Linked DNA regions of Hordeum vulgare: region 1 is linked to region 2. A link is a contact called in public Hi-C data. All regions are on one chromosome and are shown on one strand. Each heading gives the region's core, a stretch centred on a gene start, on an enhancer-like site or on the middle of the called end of the contact. The rest is flanking DNA. Distances are from core to core; before and after follow the strand shown. Region 1 has its middle 170 kb from the start of LOC123398911. Region 2 holds the start of LOC123398911 (zinc-finger homeodomain protein 1).

The links. A called contact is a pair of places that touch in the nucleus more often than the background predicts.
Region 1: a contact with region 2 is called in a Hi-C map of seedling, with 1.8 times the contacts expected there. The contact joins the enhancer-like site here to the promoter of LOC123398911 in region 2. A contact is called at or near these places in 1 of 6 Hi-C or Micro-C datasets (seedling) and 1 of 1 datasets of contacts at active chromatin or transcription factors (embryo).

The regions. Positions count from the first base shown.
Region 1 is chr5H:467,091,428-467,094,755 of MorexV3_pseudomolecules_assembly, reverse strand. No RefSeq gene overlaps it. Among protein-coding and RNA genes, the nearest start is that of LOC123398911, 170 kb to the right of the region's middle. Within about 2 kb of position 1,280, at least 3 of the 3 cell types and tissues checked have open chromatin away from gene starts, as enhancers often do. A contact at or near this core is called in seedling, where this site is marked.
Region 2 is chr5H:466,922,800-466,925,985 of MorexV3_pseudomolecules_assembly, reverse strand. LOC123398911 (zinc-finger homeodomain protein 1) reads left to right here and starts at 1,306. Exons shown (of 1, transcript XM_045093353.1): 1 at 1,306-3,113. The coding sequence starts at 1,729. The coding sequence ends at 2,637.

The DNA of each region.
Region 1 (3,328 bases), core at 31-2,530, 170 kb before region 2:
ACTCTGCCAAGTTGTCATATTTACAAACGATGACCAAAAAAGATTTCTTGTGGTCTCGATTTTAAATATGTTGAGTTGTCATATTTCTGCGCGTGATCGCCTAAAAAAAGTTGTTTGTGCTTACTAGTTTGATTATGTCGAGATGTCATATTTATACGGAATTTTCAAAAATATGATGATTAAGTTATTTTTTATCACACAAGTAAGTACTTACTAATATGACAAGTAACTACAACAAATGTGGTAAGTACGAGCAAAAAAATGTTGAAACATGTCGACATGGGATCTAGTTTTGAAAATCTCGTCGCCATAAAATGAGTGATGAAAACGGATCATTGATTGAGATAACGGTTTGAAAGATAAATCTTTTTAAAAATGCAACGCTGCTAAGCGAGCTCTTCCGACTTACGCGCATCAGCCGCTGCATGGGAAAGTGACCGTGCATTGTGTGCATTTTAGATTTACTCTATAATGAATTGACCGCACAAATACGTGGATCACCTACTAGTTAGGTTATTGAATGTAACAAACGAAGTGTTCCTCTCACGTGAAGATAATTGTGTTTGCATGCGAGGCCATGCTCACTGAGAGATCGACCGACTTAAGCACGATACTCTCCAAATAAACTGCGAGAGCCCGGACTAGTGTTAAGCGACATTGGTCTTCACTTGTCATTTGCATATTAATCGCAAGCCATGGAGTAAAAGATACCATATATACACAGCCAAAACGGCATGGGTCTGTCTTCCCTCCTTGCAGTTGCAGGCGCGGCACGTGACGAGCATACGGTTGCCTGGCCTGCTCTGCCTCCTGCGCTCGATGCCAGAGCGTGTAGCCGCAGAGCCAACCACGCAACATGCACAGACATGCACGCACCGTTGGCAGAGTCCGGCGCCAGTCCACTCCGCCAGCTTTTACACCCTCATTCCGTGCGTTCGCTCGCTCGCTCGCTCGCTCGGCCATGGCCATGGAAATGCCCATAGTCCCACACCAACACGGGTCACCCCGACTCCACCAACAGCAGCATATCGAGCCCTACCGTCTGATCGGCCGGCTTGAACTTATCATTGATGAGTTATTCATTCATGCATTGATGGATGCATGGCTGCTGCTGCCGGCCGGTTCTCTGCCGCTAGGCTAGGTCTTGGCCCCCATGGACCTGCCTTGCCAGGCTGCCACGCCTCATGCAGCAGCAGGGCAGTTTGGCGGGCTAGAGCAGCACCATCTGCGTGCACTTCGAATACCCTATGCCACCATGTATGTGCCACCCGCTTGTTTTCTTCCGCGCTTGTCCCCCCGGGCTCACCTGAATCATGCATGGACGGCGGCAAGTAGGGTGCATCCATGGACCCAGCGGTTTTGGCTCTGTACCTGCATGCATGGGTGCAAAGTCGTAATGTGCACGTATATATTGCGGGAGTGATGTGCTGCGATCTCTGCTGGGGCGCATGCACGCGGGTTTGGCCTCAGGTGCGTGAGCGGACCAAATCTAGATCGAAACGACAGATCGAAACGACGCACCCATATATACTTGTTCGCTCCGGACGTGCAGCAAATCTGGTGGTCCATCCGTCACACCGCGCGCAGCTGAATTGAATAGATCGCTTGGTATGGTTTTTGTTGCATTCAGCACGTACAAGCTGTACATGAGAAATCACATTTACCCGGGAGACCAAGATGGGCCAGCAACTAGGCCCGTCAGGAGGAAGAGAGTACCAACTTGGCATACAAGCCGACACTGGGCCCACTATGCCTCGCCCCAAAATTATACACGTATCTGTTGTCCGAGGACTAGTCCGGACAAATACATGGACACTGGTATAGGAGCTGGCCTTTCAACCATGCCCTCATATCTTTGAAAGAGGCAGGCCCGAGTCAGTAGTGCTACAAAATGTGCGGCCGTACAGGGTCTATAATTTTAGAGGCCCCAAATTTTGTATATAGGTGTTGCAATATTTCTTAAAATAATCATAAATGCTCTCTCTCGACCTGAGTTGAGGCCATCGAGCGCGGGAGCGTTAGCAGTACTGAGCGTTAGTGCTCGATCGATATTTCTCAAAAAAAGGAAACAACTCAATTGATAATATGGAAACACTATGTTGGTTTAAAAAAGGGATCACTACAAAAGTCTATCGGGAGCGTCTCGTCTCTTGATCCGGAGACCATGGCAACAACCGCGTCTACCTTGCTATAGGAAATTGGATTGTCTCATCGACTTCGTCTCATCAGGTAGATCGGATTCAGGCCGCTGCCACTGTTGCCTTCGTAGCTTCCTCTTCCAAATTTCCCAGTCGTCGCCTTGTCGGATCGATCCGTGATAGAATTTTCTAGTTAACTTTAGATAGGGATCATTACTTCGTTAGAGATTGGTTTTTACCTCGTGAGTTAAACATTAGAGTGTAGCAGTTCAACCGGAGAGGACCCAAAATTAGGCGAGTTAGACGGGTTGTCTAATATCCAAACATTGACGCATGATCTCCAATTGATATATGCTATTTTATAATTTCAAATTTATTTTGTTCATCATTTTTTCTTATATTTAATAATACACGATAGTGTCATCAAGAGAAACATTAGTCTGGTTCGTATAATTGCTAGTTAGCTCCTTTTTAGTGAGATAGGGCCCCTTTTTTAGTTTCGCACTCGGTCCTAGATTTTGCCGGCCCGCCCTTGCAAAGATGATTTAAAAAAAACGAACGAGTTTCATCGAATACGACATAATCATAAAAGTTTGAACATAATTTACATGAAATGGATCATATTTCATCTGTTTAACTAAACCAAGCCCGTAACATTCAAAGTAATTTTAGAAAATAATTTATCCATGCAAATATGTCTAGTAAAACAATAGTTTAATTTAGCGACCTAACCGGATATAGAACAAGTTTTTGAAAAAGAAAAATGTTCGAAATTCAATGATATTAAAGCCACACCAAACACTTGTGTAATGGCATATTTCTACCCCTGTAATTTTGGTGTTTGATGACGAAACTTTTTGCGGATTAATCGTGTACAATAAGCTTTTCACGTATTCTCTAGATTTGCACAAAGACTATTCTTGCCCTCGGTGTTTTGATGTGAAGATGGTTTTCGCTCATACAATTCATTGTTGGTGCACTTGGGTCGTAGGAAAAGCCGCACTATTAAGAGAGGATCCACTTTGGAAAAGTCTGGGTGGAATCATCACGTAAACTTCTCCCTCATCACTTTTCCGCATCGATGAAGCTTTTCTACCCTGCCTAAACCTGCCTCGCACTCATCAAGCGGTAGTACCGCTCCCCAGAGCGGGATTACTGCTTATCAACGGTAGTACCGCCCGACGGGCGGT
Region 2 (3,186 bases), core at 57-2,556:
GCTCGGAGGAGATCGCCAAGATTAGCAGCCTGTGGACCTGTGCTGCTTAGGAGTAAACCTTTATCACATCACACCTCCAGATAAGGCATCTGCCGCCTTAATAATTCCTCGTCCGTCCGCCCGCCCGGAATTAAATCGCGCGGGCAGTTTCCTTCCAGAAATGCGCACCCGGCCCAGCAGCGGCATCGATCACAGCCGGGTGTGACGTCGCAAGTGGCGAGACATGCCGCGCATGCACGCGCCCATGCCCGCAGGCCAAAACACGTGGTTTCGGCCGTGAACCCACCTGGCCGTCGACCCACGTAGTACGTAGCTTAAGAAAGCAAAGGCTTATCCTGCCGCCCGTCCTAGCTTAGCTTGTTTATAGCCGTGACATGGGGCCGTTTCCGCGGGCGCATGGGACAAAGCTGCTAGCATGGCTTAAACGGGCAATTAAGTCGGCCGGAGTTGGAGACTAGCTAGCCAGCCGCTTAAGCGGCGCACCACACCACACCACGGCACGGCAAGAAACCGAAACCCCCAGCCCAGCTCAGGTCAACTATGCGCCACCGCGCCAGCCAGATCGATCAGGGTCATTGCTGTTGCGGCGAGGTGAGAGCGAGTTACCGGCCGGGGACCGTCCTAGCTCAGCGCCCGCTGTGAACTCAGCTAGGGTGGCCGGCGGCCTGGCTATGGCTATGACGGAGCTCTACGTTTTATTCCTCCGTCATTTCGCCCCACTGCGTCCGTCCTGCTTTAGCTGTATACCAGTAGTAGGAGTACTTGATTTGCATGTAGGATTTGGAAGTGCGTGCTAGTTTATGGTAGCGTCCGAAAGCCCCGAAGCCGAGCGAGTGGTAGAAACGCACTGTATTACTACTAGTACTACTATTACTATACCAGCCTCGACGTTTTCTTGGCTACGTCTACACGGTGGACGGACGGTAGAAACGCAGAGCGTGCAGGAGGAGCACAGTGGGGGGTTTTGTATGCTTGCGTGCGGTGCAGATACTAGTTAATTAGGACCTGAAAATGACGGGTTGCGCACTTCGATGCTCTGGGGAAAGGCTAGCTTAGCTAGCGTTGCTTACATCACTCGACCCGGGAACACAGTTTTCGGTTAGGGTAGATATAAATTTGCCTGATGCTGCCAGAGAGGTTTGGCCTTCATGAATTTCACCTCCTGAAGCACAAGAAGAAGCGGGGATCTTGTGTTGACCTTGACCATGTTCTAGACACGAGAAAGAAAAGAAAAGAAAAATGCAAGGACCAGATGTCACGATCAAATATTCGGAACCTGAATTTAAAAGGCATTGGAGCCAAACCGGTCGAAAAGGGAAGGGCGGGGCGGAGAGGGACAGACAGACAGCAAAGACATGAGCATGAAGCAAAAGAACATACATCACGCCTTGGCCGGGTGGAGAGATGAGGGATCAGACAAGTGCGCGACTCGAGAGGGAGGTAGGCGGTGAACAGGAGAGAAAGCGAGTTCGCTACAGAGAGAGAAGAGAGAGAGAGAGAGTGTGTGTGTGTGCATCTTATTACATCATCGCCTAGGCAGGCGCTGCAGCCTTGGTGCAGCGCGTCGTCAAAACTGGCAGCTAGCCAGATGGTGTCCACACTCTCTCCTGCGTCTCTTATCCCTTCATCCCAGTTTTAACCCTTGCTAATAAGCCCTCTCTTAGCCCGGCCTCCTCTCGAGAACACGCCGGCAAACCCAGCAGCTTCTGCTTAGCCTAGCCTAGCTAGATGAGCATGGACTTCGACGACCACGACGACGGCGACGAGGAGATGCACATGTCCATGCCGATGCCGATGCCGATGCCGGTGAGCTCCAGCTACGAGACTCCGCCGCCGCTGTCCACGGGGCTTGCCGGCGCCGGGATTACGCCGAACAAGCCTCCTGGTGGTGGCGGCGGTGGTGGTGAGCTCGGCGGCCGTGCCAAGGTCCCGGGCGGCGCAAGGTACCGCGAGTGCCTCAAGAACCACGCGGTGGGCATCGGAGGGCACGCCGTCGACGGCTGCGGCGAGTTCATCGCCGCCGGCGAGGAGGGCAGCATCGACGCGCTCCGCTGCGCCGCGTGCAACTGCCACCGCAACTTCCACCGGAGGGAGTCCGACTTCCCCGCGGGGGCCGAGGGCTCGCCCTTCTCTCCCACCGCAATGGTCCCCTACGGAGGCGTGCCGCACCACCAGTTCTCGCCCTACTACCGCACCCCGGCGGGCTACCTGCACCACCACCAGCACCACATGGCCGCCGCAGCCGCCGCGGTCGCCGCCGCTGCCGCAGGCCACCCTCGACCGCTGGCGCTCCCGTCCACCTCCCACAGCGGCCGCGACGACGCCGAGGAGCTGTCGGGCATGGCGGCAGGGCCCATGTCGGCGCTGGCCCCGCTGAGCAGCATGTCCCTGGGCGCGGGCCCGTCGGGGTACGGCTCCGGGTCCGGGTCCGGCAAGAAGCGGTTCCGCACCAAGTTCACCCAGGAGCAGAAGGACAAGATGCTGGCCTTCGCGGAGCGCGTGGGGTGGCGCATCCAGAAGCACGACGAGGCGGCCGTGCTGCACTTCTGCGACGAGGTGGGCGTCAAGCGCCACGTCCTCAAGGTCTGGATGCACAACAACAAGCACACCCTCGGCAAGAAGCCGCCCAGCATTTGACGCCGCATGCAACCACCACCACCACCCCAAGAAAAAGCCGCATGCACGACGCATCTGGCGTCATGGGCCTCAGCCGAGCTAGCTGATCGACCCACCATGGCATGGCTAGCCCCCCGATAGGTACCAGCATCTGCATGTTGCTTCCTTGTTCAGCTTATAGCCATTGCATTCGCGCTTGACGGCGTTCCCCTCCGGCCGGAGCGGTGCATGGCTGGCTGGCTGGCTGGCTGGCTTACATTAGGTTAATCCGTAGCGAGAGTTCCTTGGTTCTTGGATGGATTTAGGTGGTTCCCTATTCTATTCTATTGCATTCTGTTTTTATTTATCTACTGTTGCTCATGTTGTTTAGTGGAGTAAGTAGGAATGTAATCCCTAGCTATGGCGCCATGGCCATTTGCTGATTTGGTTCTTCCTGGGAATGTACTACTACTGCTTGATCGATCAGCTCAGCTAGATAGCTGGCGATCGAGGAATTATATCTGGGGATCGGGGCTGCCTGCATGGCCATGGATTCCGTGCGTGCTCCTCGAGTATTTTTTTTCTCCTTTT